Regions from separate parts of the Cricetulus griseus genome. Here region 2 is linked to region 1. The links are chromatin contacts, called in public Hi-C maps. All regions are on one chromosome and are shown on one strand. Each heading gives the region's core, a stretch centred on a gene start, on an enhancer-like site or on the middle of the called end of the contact. The rest is flanking DNA. Distances are from core to core; before and after follow the strand shown.

Region 1 (7,307 bases), core at 2,890-5,389:
ATTTTAGTAACTTTTATATGAGCTAATCATTTCCTGTACTATTGCTCTGAGGCAGTTAATGTACTTTAACGTTAAGGTACTGCCATTTTATGAATAGAGAGATGGAAACTCTAATTTAAAAGCATCCTATGGCTAGACATATTTTCAGGATGAAGACCATAATAATACAAGGTTTATGTCTTTTTGTTTAACACTTTAACTTTGCCAAATGACAGTGTGGATAATCAGGAAGTGATGAGAATGAAGCTTAAGGAAGTGTGCCCACTGTCAGTGAAATAGAAAGCTCCATCATTCACTTTCTTTTCTAATAGTGTCAAGGAGTGCAGTCTTTGGTTCCCGTCATTCTAAAGCTGCTTATCTAAGTAGAAAGGATTTTGAAATCAATGGACAGAAGATGTTCTTGAAGATAGTGTCTGGTTGGTTCCTTAAAAGACACAGATGCTTTTCTGGGAATCCCACTGTGAGAAGGAGAATCTTTATAGAAACAGAAAATAGAGGTTTATAGACAAGTAGGACAGAAATTAACAGACAAAGACACTTTCTGGAAGGCTAGATAGTTCCAAAGCTTGCCTTGGGCTTTCTTATATTCATGCTTGGGGACATTTATTTTTCCTTGGAATGTTCTCTGTTAGGGGTGGTGGGCTAAAGTGGAATAGGCCTAGATTCTCTCACCAAATAACCCAAAGCATACCAAAAGCGTTCCCAAGGATATCCTAGCACTGGATAGCAGGTGAAGAGGAAGAGGGTAGGATTAGAAGGATTTTTGTAAGTGGCTATCCTGAAATAGAGACTAACTGGGATTCCCCTGGAGTAACATATCCCGTGCATGCATGCTGTCTAGATGGAAGTGACAACATTCAGTCGCTTTCAAGTTTTCCAGTATAGGTTCTACTATTTAATTTTCTTAGACTCTAACTTCCAATTTACCATGAGGATGGAAGTACTAGCTTCCATGTGGATTATTGTAAGGACAAAAGTGGAGAGCAAACATGAAACACACAATTCTACACCTAGGATTCATAAATGTGTAGAAGAATGGCTTCTGGTGATGTATCAATACATTATCAGCATCATTCATTGTGGTAAGGGTTACATCATCCTTAGCTCAGAGCAAAGAGAATCTAATCCAAGGGCATGCTTCTCCATGAGGGTGGTGGGGAAAGCAGACAAGAGGTAGGAGATGGATGGAGTGCTAGTAGTTTTTGACAGCAGGAGATACTTTCCAGAGCAGTCCCTGCAGTGAACCATGAGCAGTTGGGGTTGGCAGGGAGCCATGATGCTGAGCAAAGTCAAAGAGTGAAGGCAAACTATGAGTCAGATAAAATCACTAGGTTTTGAGTTCTGCTCTGCATCCTGCTCTCCTCATCACTGTGCTTCTGAGAAGCAGTAGAGAAGAACTAGTATTTCTTGGTTGGGTCAGAGTTGGAAGTTTTTGATGTTGGTACAAACTAGTTTCATCTCCATCTTTCATTTCCAATATTCTCCAGCCCTACATGGAGGCACCTACATGGAGGCTGCTTCCTCCAACCTAATTCTGTTTTAATGGACATATGAGAAGTTTCTTCTTAATGTGTAAAGATAACCTCTAAAACCAGACCCTACCTCCCTCAATATTAAAAAAAAAATGTTTAAAATCAAATGTGAATATTAGCAAGATATTTCAATCTTCATAGTTAATTTATTGTTAATCTGCTTTATATTTGAGTTACCAGTTTTGCCAGGCTAGACCATGATCTGTTGCAGGAAGGGCCTTAGTTTTATTTGGTTTTGTTTCATCACACCATTCACTTCCATAAAGACCCTAAGAAAATTCTTACCAAAATCATTAATTTTAAACTTTTAAAAATTAGTAAATTTCAAAAATTACAGTGAATGGTATTTGAACATAATGAAGAAGAATTCAGAAGAATTTCACAGAAGTAGCATAGAAACTTGAAATAGGTAACTCTAGTAAACATCTTTTGCCAGTGTGTACTGAATTAATTCACTGCATTATTTAGCATTAAAGAGTAAAATGTTGAACTAGATTAATCTTAAATATCTGTGATATTTTACTGAAAATTGCTTGTTATAGATGTATAATGCTTCTTATATATTATCTCATCATTAGCACATTCTATACTTGGAAATTTTTATTATGTAAAATTTTATACATGTATAATTGATTATCGAATATTCTAAAATAAACCATACAACTATCAAAGTGAATTTTAAAAGTTCTCTAAATTAATGAACAATTTCAAATATGTATTAAATCTCTTAATAAATGCATTAACTCTTAATGGGTATTAATAGCTAACAAAAGATACTAACTCATTAAATAATATTAACCCATCAATAAATGCTTTTACTTTGCAGGAGGTTTGAAAACTCATTTCTCAGTTGTGTCTGTCAAGTAAATAATTCCTTCTTAATGTGTACATAAAATACAAACCTTTTAAAAGCCAACTCTTTTCTGGATCTCCAAGGTCTTTTTAAGTCTGCTTAGTTTGAAATTAACTCATAGATTTTATATTAAATTTTTCCTGACATTATTTTTTTAAATCTTTTCTTAAAAAATATTTTGTAGCTGTTTTTTGCTTATATGTATGTATATGTACTATGTGTGTTTAGTACCTTAAGAGGACAGAAGAGGGTGTCAGATCCCTTGGAACTGGAACTAACAGATGGTTGATGGTTGTAAGCAACCAATGAGTGCTTGGAACTAAACCTGAGTTCTCTGAAACAACAGCAAGTGTTCTTAACCACTGGGGAATCTCTACTGTTCTTATGACATTGTGTGTGTGTGTGTGTGTGTGTGTGTGTGTGTGTGTGTGTGTGTGTGTGACACAATGCATGTGTGAAGGTTAGAGGATAGTAGACAACTTGCAGTAGTCAGTTCTGTCTTTTGAAAGTATGTTACTAGGACTGGACTCTTGTCAGTCTTGGTAACAACCACTTTTACTCACTTGCAGCCCCTCCCCCTATTTTTTTTTGGACATAGTATCCCAGACTGGCCTTGAATTCACTACAAAGCCACTGATGATCTCAAGCCTTTGATACTCTTAACCTCTCCTCTGTGATGCTGTCATTACAAAACAGTCGACACCATCGATAGTATACAGTGATGCTGTGCTCAAACACAGAGCTTCATGCTTTCTAGAGAAGCAACTACCAACTGAGCTACATTGCCAATCCAAGAGTCATCATTTTTAATTAAAATGAAGCTGTAACTTATTTAGTTACCTGCTTACCCTGGCAGACAGAAGACATAGACATCATTCCAACAAGTATGTACATTATAGACTACAGCACTTAAATAAAACAAAGTTATAGGTAATGGATCCAAAGGATTAGAAGTACTCTATTAAGGGCACAAAAACTCAAAAGTTCTGACTTTGCACTGTAGGACTTCCCCGCTGGAAACCACTAGAGAATTGCTTGGTTTTATTGAAGGATTTCTTTGTACCCTTAATTCATACTTATTGGTACTTGGAAGCTGTTGGGAAAGATGGTGTTTTGAACTCAAAACTGATATTCTCTTAGGGTTGAATGTACAAGATGGAAATCATGAGATCCTTAAAAATGATATTGCCAAAAGCCATTTATATCTAGTTCACACTAAGCAAATAATGAACATAGAAACACCAACATAAATACACATACCTAACACAGAATTGAATGTTAGTTTCTATCTTTGACAAATCATCAAACTTCTTTTAGCCACAAGAGTAAACAAATCAATAGGGTACTATAATAGTTTGTATTGTCTCCTGAGAGCCATCCTTCTCTGAGATGGGCACTGGGCTTGAAACACAGGCTTTGCTACTTTTCATTTCTTTGTGCCTCAATTTACTTATCCAGGATTTGTTGCCCAACTGTTGGAATTTTTGTGTGAGAGTAAAATGGGTTCTATATTTAAAACAATCATAACATTACCTAGAGTGTAGTAATTGCTATGTTTATTTTGGCTATTCATGCCTCATATAATAATAGCAATGATGATTCATAACAATACAAAATAATATGTCAGAGTGGTCCCGAATAGCTAACAAATTACTGAAGTCCCATCAGTTGAATGATGTTTATAGTACATATCTGTTCTACTTTTAAGTAGTAATGCAGCTTGAGAATGACTGGTAATATCGGCTTAACATCTGTGAGTAACTCCAATCTTCCTTGTTAGTTTAATCACATTCCATAGGGCTTTCTCAACATATCTAACCTAAACAATTCTCTGGGGATTTTCTGTCAACTTCTAACACACAGATACTAGAACCACAAAATAGTTTAGGGACTCTGAAAGTTATCTGTTCACAGGACAAAGGGAATTCATGGCTCCATTTTGGGATGATCCTTTTTTTGTTGTTTGTTTTTTAAAACTGATTCCTCTGTTTATTTGAATTAGAGACATTCTTGTATTTTACACTGATATTTTTCGAGCGCGCACGTGCGTGTGTGTGTGTGTGTGTGTGTGTGTGTGTGTGTGTGTGCAGGTATATGTGTATATATATATTTGTAAATTCTAGAGAACAACCTTAAGCAACACTCCTCAGGTAACTTCTACCCTATTATTTTGATACAGGGTCTCTCATTGACCTGGAACTTGCCAAACAAGCTAGACTGGATGGCCAGTCAGCCTCAGGGACCTGCTTGTCTTTGCCTCCCCTGTGCTCAGTTTGTAATTGCATGCCTTTTACATGGATGCATCTGGCAATTGAACTATCATTTGCATGCTTTTATCCTCTTTTAAAAATTATTGTTTTCTAGGAGAAATAGTCTTACTTCCTTCTCTCTGCCTTCTTCTCAGAGAAGTTCCTAGGAACCTGAGGATTTTCATCAGATGCTTACAGCAGTATCAGTATTATAATGATAACTGGTCTTGAATTTACTTCCTCCCTGAGTATTGAGCTCATAGGTTCTTAACCACAACAATTCGCTATCCAATGTCAAATGGTTGGTTCTGAAAACATACATACAGGTAACCTTATACATTGTGTGTGTGTATGTGTGTGTGTGTGTGTGTGTGTGTGTGTGTGTGTGTGTGTAAAAGCAATTAATAATAAAAAGAGACCATGAATTTGAAAGAGAGCAAGAAGGGGTATGTGGGAGAGTTTTGAGGGAGGAAAGGGAAGGGGCAATGATATGACTATATTTAATAAAAAAAGTAAAAGAAATAATTTTTAAAAATGACTTTTTCCTAACTACAGCACATCACAAATCTGCCACAATTATTATCAGGTTGTTCAGGGAAATGAGAGGGCAGATGATGTTATTAGATGGAGGGTAATGGTGATTTTAGTCTAGTAAGAATACATTGGGCTTCTAGCATATTCAGAATGCTTAAATTGCATTATTGCAATTTTGTCAGCATTTATTCTAATGCACTGAAAGAATTAAAGTCCTGCAACTATGTGCATTTTTATAATTATGTTGTGCATTTAGTGTATTCTTCCATTCAACGTGGATGGATGTTCAGCTCAAAAGTCCTGGTAATTTAAAATACAAAATAAGATTACTCCAAGAGGGGTTCATTGTGAATAGTCACTGGCAACAAATTATGAGCTATGCTTTGCTAGAGTTATTTACCTGCTGCTTCAGGTGGAAAGGGGCAAGTGACACTTTGCTGGAATTAGAGTACTTGTGTGTGGGTTGGGAAGTTGAGAGAAGACATGAAACTACAGGAAGGATACTGTGTAATATTCTCTATGGGACAGATAGGCAAGGTTCAGCATGTTTGGACTCTATGTGTTTAATGGAAGCCAATCATAATAGACAGTCTATAAAACTACAAAAGCAGTGTGCTGGGTGGAGGACCACATAGAGGGAGGGGGTCTAGTGGTAGCCTACAGAGGGTACAGAATGCATTTGCATATCATAAACACAGAAACAACACAAACAATGTGACGTTTTAGAGATATTTTATAATTAAACTAATAATCATTAAAATATTATATCAATTTTGTTGAAACTTGAGAGACCCTGGGAAATAGCTAACTCAGATTAGAAATAATGTGGCCTGATCCCAGGGGTAAGGCAAGCAGAGCACATCAGTTTGGAGATCAGCCTACTAAACACATTGTCTACATCGCCTGCTTTTAGTTTGGATGACAGCCACATGGAGAAGAGGCTTGCTGGTCCCTTTGATGTCACAGATGAAGATGTTCATCAGTGGGGACATGCAACCCCAGGCACAGGCAGGAGGCTCCAAAGTTCAAGGCTGGACTCAGCAACTTAAAGAATTCTGCCTCAAAACAAAATGTAAAAAACAAATAAACAAGAAAGAGAATCTGGGCAGGCAACCCTGATTTAGATCAACAGTAGAGTACTTTCTAAGGTATACAGTTTTTATCTTCAATTCAGTACTGCACAATAATAGAAAGAGATAAATGGAGTCTGTGTTGATTGCTTGCTTATTTTATTTGTACTTCTAAGTCCAAGGTGTCTGCAAATAATTTATTACTGACTTTTGAAAGATTTTGCTTCATATAAATAGAATCGGTCTCTGTATTGTTCTGTTTACTGCTTTGTTTGTTCAAGACTATTTTTTTTTTTTTTTTTAGTTTCCTGTGTCACTATATGTTGATACCATCTTCAGTTCTACTGTTCTTTGGAATTTAATGTTTTAATAAAGCTTGTTTTATCTTCTGTTCTCTTATTGTTCAATGGTAGGCTGTTTTCTTTAGAATGTATTATTTTCAATTATATATGTGCTTGTGTGTCTGTGTGGGTATGTGCATGTGTGTGTGGGTGCCTAGAGAGGCCAAGGACATCAAATCCCCTGGATCTGGAGTCACAGGTAGTTGTAAGCTGCATGATGTGGGTAATGTGAATCAAACTCAAGTCCATCAAACTCAAGTCCTCCACAAGAGTGGTAGGAGGTCTTCATCACTACGCTATCCTGCCAACCCACAAGGCTGCTTATTGTGAATCAATTTAGAAAACAAAGAAAAACAGCACAATTTCATAAAAAGACCAAAATGGTATTGCCCAAATATGCAGTTTTATAATTTTTTTCTGAGAAAATAATGTAGACTACTTGGAGGGACAAAATGACCACATCTTTTTTTGTTTTGTAATTCTCAGTGCACAGCACTTTCTTTCTTCCTTCCTTCCTTCCTTCCTTCCTTCCTTCCTTCCTTCCTTCCTTCCTTCCTTTCTTCCTTCCTTCCTTCTTTCCTTTCTTTCTTTCTTTCTTTCTTCCTTCCTTTCTTCCTTTCATCTTTTTTCTTTCTTTCACAAATAGCAGAAGTATAGTGATTACATTATTTGACAATGGTCAGTCTGCACAAATTCTCTTTTGCTAATGAGAATTCTATTTACTCTTA
Region 2 (7,179 bases), core at 4,596-7,095, 49 kb before region 1:
TTCCAAAGAGAGGCCCCTGGAGGTAACTGGGTAGGAAGCAAAATGGCATGCTTTGGCTGGTACAGGCATCCCTCCTTCCATGGCCGCCTCTCAGCCTGGAAGCCTCTTTTAGCCTACAGGATTCAGCCCTCTGCTCCTTCAAAGGTGCCTCTTCATGTGCAGGGCCAGGTGGTCAGACCTGGAGAAACACCTGCAAGGGCAAGGCAGAAACAAGGAAGTTAGGTTTTGCCGCCTGGATTTCTTGATAGACCAGATACCACACCTGTGTACAATTCCTCTGAGTCCTTGCCAATACTTTTAGGCACAGGGAACCCCAAGGGAGAGAAATACAAATTCCAAGAGGTCTTGGAGAAATAGCTAGGAAGTCCCAGAAGTCCCATGGCAGAGTCTAAACTGGACTCATCCCTCAGCTTTTGAATTTGAAAACTTGGAGCCCATTTTGAAAATCGTCCCCCAGACATTTTTCTTGTAGAAACCTGGCACACAGTTTCCTAAGAGACAGTCAATGTGTCATTGATTTTTGAAAAAGCCCCAGACTTAAAAGAAACGCCAACAAATAACAAGAAACTGTTGGCGTTCTTTCCAGGCTCTATTGCACACAACTACTCGGCTCTGGTAGTCTCCCATGATCCCACTTTTTTTTTTTTTCCTGCGAAGCCCTGACATACCTGTCACAGTGAGAGCATTTAAAAGGCTTGGCACCGGTATGCTTCCGGAAGTGTCTGGTTAATTCATCACTTCTTGCAAAACGCCACTCACAACCTTCCCATGAGCATCTGTAAGGCTTTTCTCCTGGGAAGAGAGCACATGACAAGGCACCATGATTCCACTGACATGATAGGGAGGAAGGAGAAGACTCAACAATATATACTGTGAGACCCCTGAAGCCTACAGACTTCACCATATGTTTTAACAGAGACAGTACCTTTGGCACGCTAAAGGTCACAAGCATAGGTTCTTTCCTAACCTAGCCTGAAGCTTCACTCAAGCTGTTGTCCCAAGGATCCAGGTTTGACAAAATCAGAGTTAACTCATAACAATGACAATTACTCAGATAGCTGACATATTTGCAGGGTGAGGTGTCGGCCCGCAGGACCCACAGCCGTGCTGAGAGTTGAGATTTATTGCTTTCTCCATGGAGACATCCCCCTCCAGCACAATCTGGTTCCTTACTCATTTCCCTGGGGAATGAGTCGTCCATCCGGGACCTTCTACATTGCTGCAAAAACTCAAGTCATGAGTTTCTGAGAAACCTCATCCAGAGACTTTCAGATCAGTTTCTAAATGGCAATCAAACAACCAAATGGACATCACCCCCTAGCTAAATTATAACTATGAATTAAATAAAATGCTACCTATGAGTAAAAATAATGCTAAAGCCAACCTGAGTCAAAACTGTCTTGTCCTGGGAACACTCACATCCTCTCCCAAGTTCTGTGCCTTTTCAGGACCCTGACTTCATCTCTCCAGAATTTGATTATCATCTCCATAAGGTAACAATTTATGACATGGAGCTTTCCTGCGATCCTTCCACTCATATCCTGTATGTTGTACTGGTAGTTTCAAACAAACAAGAACTTCATTCTAAGTGGTGGCATTGAGTTAAGAAAGCCCTTGTTTAAAGTGGTTGTGTGACACAGTATTCACAATAAATGTCCCCTGGTCAACACTAGCAAACTCCATGCTGCCCAAGGACCCTCTGTCCTGACCCTGGACTTACATGACATAGAATGAGGAGCAACCCAACATAGCACGATGCATGTACAATGGGGAAATGAGCACCGAGTGGGTGAAGGTTTGAGTGTCGATGGAGAATGTGATCTGGCCTCTTGTTTAATCTGAAAGCATGACCCATTCATCTGATTCAAATGTCCAGTCTTTTAAGATTCTACTCTGAACTCCAAAAAGACCCAATTCCTTGGTGACAGGAATTAAGGAAGTGAGGATTTCCTTGCTTGTGACCACATCCTGAGGAGCCCTGGCTCCCTCCCAGGGCTGGTGCAATTCACTGGCGCCCACCAGGGGCTGACCTCCCAGGCCCCATGAGGGGACTGACCTGTGTGAGTACGTTGATGTGCTTTCAAGTGGGAGCTTTTAGTGTAAACTTTCCTGCAGCCGTTGAAGTGGCATCGATGTACCCTCCTCCTGCCATCTGGGGAGGCATCGCCACTACCCTTGTCACCAGACTTCCCAGAAGTTCCACTTCGAACCTTCCCTGGTGAGGGTAGGTCTCCTGGCCCACAGCCCCATAGTTGAGAAGATTCCCTGTTCACTTCTGGAGAAGAAGGAGGTGTGGAAATGACGGAGGAGCTCAGATTTCCTGAACTGACTAAGACTTCACCAATGGGATCAGAGGTAAATTTGGTCGTGGGTGAAAGTTCCTCAGAACTGTCTGAAGACTCGCTGCTGACATCAGAGTTTAGGCTGTTGGTCTCTAAGTTATAATTAAAGCTGGGGCTGATCAGAGAGTCTTCTGGGGGACTAGAAGAAATCTTCAGTTCTGATTCCTCCTTCTTCTCTCGAGCTAGAATGATTTTGGTCCACAGATCTTCCTGGCTGTCAAATTTTATCTCAGAGGCTGACACGTAGCAGGGCTCACTCTGAAGATAGCGTTCCAACTCCAGGCAGGTCTGTGCAGAATGAACCACAAAAAGGCACGTGATTGTTACGACTACTGAAAGTGGAACTGAAAGCACATAGAAAAAAAAAAAGAAAGAAAGAAAACATGCAACAAAGAACAAATAAATTATTTCTGGGCCACGTACTATGGGCCAAAGTCTTCTGTAATGGGAATCTATTTCCTCATGAATGCTAGAGAAAAGCTGTTTCTAGGAATACGAAGGAAAAGCAGAGGTAAAGCCTCTCTTGGTTTCTTCAGTGTTGGACCAATGGCCACAATGAGTGATGATCACTGGGCCTGTTTTGTTGTTATAGTTACAAGTGTTGACATTGCTAATGAGGATCCTGGTAAACCACACAAAGAAAATCAGCCTTCCACACATCACACCCCCTCCCACCAACCTAACAGGTTTAACCAGATCGTTTGACATTCTCTAGAACCAGGAGCATCACTGAGAGCCCCAGCCATCCACAAGTATTCACACAACAGGACAGAAAGATTGCACAGCACACAGTATGGTCTGAAGACCCCCCCACCCCTTAGGGACACAGCTGACAATATAGGGCTGGCTGTAGTCAGAGAGCAGACAGCAGATCTGTCTGTATTCAGGGACATCAATAGATTGGAAGAGAACCCTCCCATGTCCTGTGTAACTAAGACCTAGGATATATATATATATATATACATATATATCTACGTATATTTTTAAATGTCATTTCCCAAGTACAGGGCTGTGGATACCACCAAACTTTAATGATTTCTTCACTGTGGTCAGAAGGAAACAAGAAACCTCAACAACACAAGTGGAGGAATTCTTCCAGAATGGCCATCTGCTATTGTAAAGGATGGAAAGGGGAAATTACTCCCTGGCCCTTCTGGGAGTCCCACAATGAACAAGGACTTTATCTCCTGGCCAAGAGTACAACAGTATGAGTCATCACTCCTATTTCTTTCACGCAATGCCAAAGGAGACTTCCTTTTGAAATTCTGACCAGCAGCCAAATAAGGACCCGGCTCAAATATACATGCAGTGTGCCATGGACAGGGTGCCCCTTCCCCAGCCCCGCAACCAACCTTTCAAGGAGCTACACAACTGCAGAGATCAGCATCCCCTCTCCCCACCATTTCAAACTTTCTAGCCACTGGAAAAGAAAAATGGTAGGAAACATTTTAGGATTAAATTATGTCGGCCCTGATTTTTCACTAGGCTTGCCTGCATGCCCATATAAGGATGTCTGTGCCGCTGACTATTCCATTCTACAGATAGAAATTTCGAAACCAAACTGCAACAAATTGTTATCAGGGTACAGACCATCTTGAGCACAGCCTACCAGCAAAAGGGCTAATGCTTACTAAACAATGCCTTCTATCACACTATACAGAGATCCTAATCCCTCCCTGTAGATGCTTCACACAGCAAGCAGGCACAAGTCAAAGGGGGGGGGGGTGGAGTGGGGGGTTCTTGTTTTCTCTTTCCCCCCAAAATTCGATGTCTGTTACAGTGCACACAGTATTCTGAATCGAGGTGGTGATACATATTATTGATGTTCCAAAGAAAAGGCGAGCACATTTATGAAGATCTTGTTAAACTTTAATCAACTGGCTAATTTAAAATCTCCATTATGCTGATGAGCAGTGGGGACCTGATCCCAGCTCTCTGGGAGTTTAAAAGGCTCTGAAGGGGACCAGGAGCCAAGTCTGGCTTGTTGCCCAAATCCCAAATGCCTAAAGGAAACTACTAAGATCAATTTCAATCACGTCCCAGGGAGCAGCTTCTTTGAGGAGGAAAAACCAGGAGGGGGAGAAGAAGGCAGGAGAGGATTGTGAACAATTAAGCCGGCATGTGGAGGTTTCAGCCAGCACTTCGCTTTTCATGCGTTTTAAAGGCAGGGAGGTTGTGAAACCCACAGAATATATTTCATCTGCTAATTCACTTGGAGGAAAAAAAAAAAAAAAAGCCAGCCCAGAAGGGTAGAGAGACATCCACCAAACCATCGTTTTAGAGACAATGGTAAAAAGTGTTCGAGACTGTCACGCCATTAAGGGAATCCTAAGACTTAGAATGGGGGGCGGGGGGGGGGGCTTTTATTTCCGTTGCCCCAAATTCTAGTTCCATTAAAATGCCGGAAATCGAGATCTTTTTCTTCCCCAAAGTAAGACCCGAAGCAATTAGGAATGGACTCATTGTCATATGACTGACAAGTCACTTGTGTGCAAACAGCCCCCCCCCCCACACACACCCGCCGCGCAGTCAACAAGAAAAGCAGGTAAGAAAAACAAGGCAGACATTGGCGAATGTAAGAATTTATCCAGAAGGAAAAGAAACTGCAAATGGCCTTGAGTTAAAAAAAAAAAAAGCTGCTGCGTTCCGCAGGCGAAATATTATACTTTAAAACACTGGGTGTACAAACATCAAAACAAAACAAAATCTTTAAATCAAATCTTTTGGCAGTAAAGGCAAGCTCGTTCATATGACAAAGTCCAGCTGTGGAGTTTGGAGCTGGTACAAGCCCCAAACTTGTGCCAACGGCTCCGGTCTGAATTCGGCAGAGAAATCTTGGGTTCCCTCCCCTCAGGTGGATGCCGCTTGGAAGCTCGGAATTAGCAAAAACAGAAAAATAAATAAAGAAATAAAGAAAAACGTTCCGGGAACAAGAGCTCGCCTCCACACAAATGACAACTCTAGTCCTAGCCGCCGAAGGCTCGCTTTACTGTGCCTTCATCATTTCAGGCAACAGAAGGGCATCTTAAGATCATTACTTTATTTTTTTAAATTAGGCAAACGCTAATCATTATTTAAAAGATGCACTTCCAAGCACACACCATCTTGCCTGCGCCTCCGCGAGACTCCCTTCTCGGCGCACCGGGCACGTGAAGAAAAAAAAAATCCGTATTTACCTGTTGCCAATATTCCTCCAGGGACGGCAGAGCCGAGAAGTAGCCCGTTTCGTGAACAATCTGTAGTTCCTGGAAGATGCTACACATTGGGAGCACATCCATGTCGGGTTGGAAAAGACAGTCCTCGCTGTCGGGAAAACAGGGAGGAGAGCGATCAGGAGTCGGAGCAGAAACTGTCCCCGGGAGCGCAGGTGAAAGTTTCATGCAAACTGGATGGCGCTGCAATCGGACGCCGGGTCCGGACCCTCCCGCAGCCCGCAGCGCGCCGAGCCCACGCAATATTTGCAAACAGCGGACTGACTGCAAGCGTAACCCCTGCAAAACTTCCCTATTCAAAGCTCCGCTGCCAGCCTCCCCCCTCCTCCCCCGCTTGGCTCCCCCCACTCCTCCTCCCCCACGTGACCAGCTTGGAGCTCCGCCCCCAGTGATACCCAATCCGGCCGCGCCTGTCCCGGGGGCAGCGCGACGATGATGTCAGCTTGCACCAATCGCCGGTGCGGACACAAGGCGGCCCCGCCTGGCGTGACCGAGCCTCTCCATTACGGGCCTCTCTATTGGTGCAATTCGAACTCGGCCTGAGTTGATTGGGAAGACGACTCGCAGGCTATTTTTAGCAGGGTATAAATGGCGAGGGCTACGAGGCGCCGAAGGAGTCGGCGCTGGGAGGTGCACGGCCGAACGCCGCAAATGTGCGGCCGGAGAATGTGCGGCCGGAGCTGGAGGAACCTGGCCGGGGCAATCCAGCACCTGTCCCCGCCGCCCAGCCGCCCGGTTCCACCTTCTGATCCCGTCACCCGGACCGGGACCCAGCAAAACAAGGGAGCTGATATCTGCCCGGTCCCCTTATTTCACTTCATCCGTCCCTCTGTGCTCGATGCCGGTGTCCCCTGATCCTTCCCTCACCCTCCATTCTGCTTGGTCCCCTGATTTCTCTCTTTGTCCGGAATCCTCTCCATACTCAGAGATACTGAGGTGGCCGGAGTGGGCGCAAACAGGCCCGCGGATCCCTGTGTAGTGATGGGACCGTAGGAACAAACAGCAGGGGAACTTGGTGCACTAGAGTCCCTGTATGGTAATTTCTGTCTGGATCCCTGGGAGGGGGCTGAAGGGATCCCGAGACTCGCTCGTTCTCCAAAATAACCCACACTTGGGAGCACCCAGAAAGAGCCTTACCTGACCCGTGGGTTAGTTACACTCAGATTCTCTGGAATGAATTTTATCTATTGGAAGTTGTAAGCGCAGCTTTTAAGATAGCACCCCAAACAACCCGATTGGGCTTTAGCAAGCTCACACGGATGACCTGGCACCACCCCAAGTTGGATTGCTAGGCATCTCCAGCTTAAAAATGCCCTTGCGCTTGATGCACGGCTCTCATTCTAATATGATACAGATTCTGCTGTATATGGGGTAGAAATCTGTTTATCTTGCGGAAGGCAGGCTCCAAGATGCCTCACCAGGTTAGCAGGCTTTCCCGAGGATGTGTAAACAATTTAAATTAAGCTGAAGCTGACATTAATTTCTGTTCATATAAATTGTCTCCTAAAGCACACCATGATGTTCATTTAAAAAATGAAGACTGAGCAACTATATTTTTGAGTAAAACAACAACAACAGCAAAAACCAATTATGACAACTTCAAAAGTAATACTTAATGAATAGTA

The links. A called contact is a pair of places that touch in the nucleus more often than the background predicts.
Region 2: a contact with region 1 is called in a Hi-C map of the CHO-K1 cell line, with 4 times the contacts expected there. The contact joins the promoter of Klf6 here to the enhancer-like site in region 1. A contact is called at or near these places in 4 of 8 Hi-C or Micro-C datasets (the CHK-Q cell line, the CHL-YN cell line and the CHO-K1 cell line).

Annotation. Positions count from the first base shown.
Region 1 is chr3:230,467,638-230,474,944 of CriGri-PICRH-1.0, reverse strand. No RefSeq gene overlaps it. Among named protein-coding and RNA genes, the nearest start is that of Klf6, 48 kb to the left of the region's middle. Within about 2 kb of position 4,139, at least 2 of the 6 cell types and tissues checked have open chromatin away from gene starts, as enhancers often do. A contact at or near this core is called in the CHO-K1 cell line, where this site is marked.
Region 2 is chr3:230,518,369-230,525,547 of CriGri-PICRH-1.0, reverse strand. It overlaps Klf6 (Krueppel-like factor 6), which reads right to left and starts at 5,845. Exons shown (of 4, transcript XM_027405085.2): 1 at 5,519-5,845; 2 at 2,057-2,630; 3 at 669-792; 4 at 1-190. The coding sequence starts at 5,722. The coding sequence ends at 139.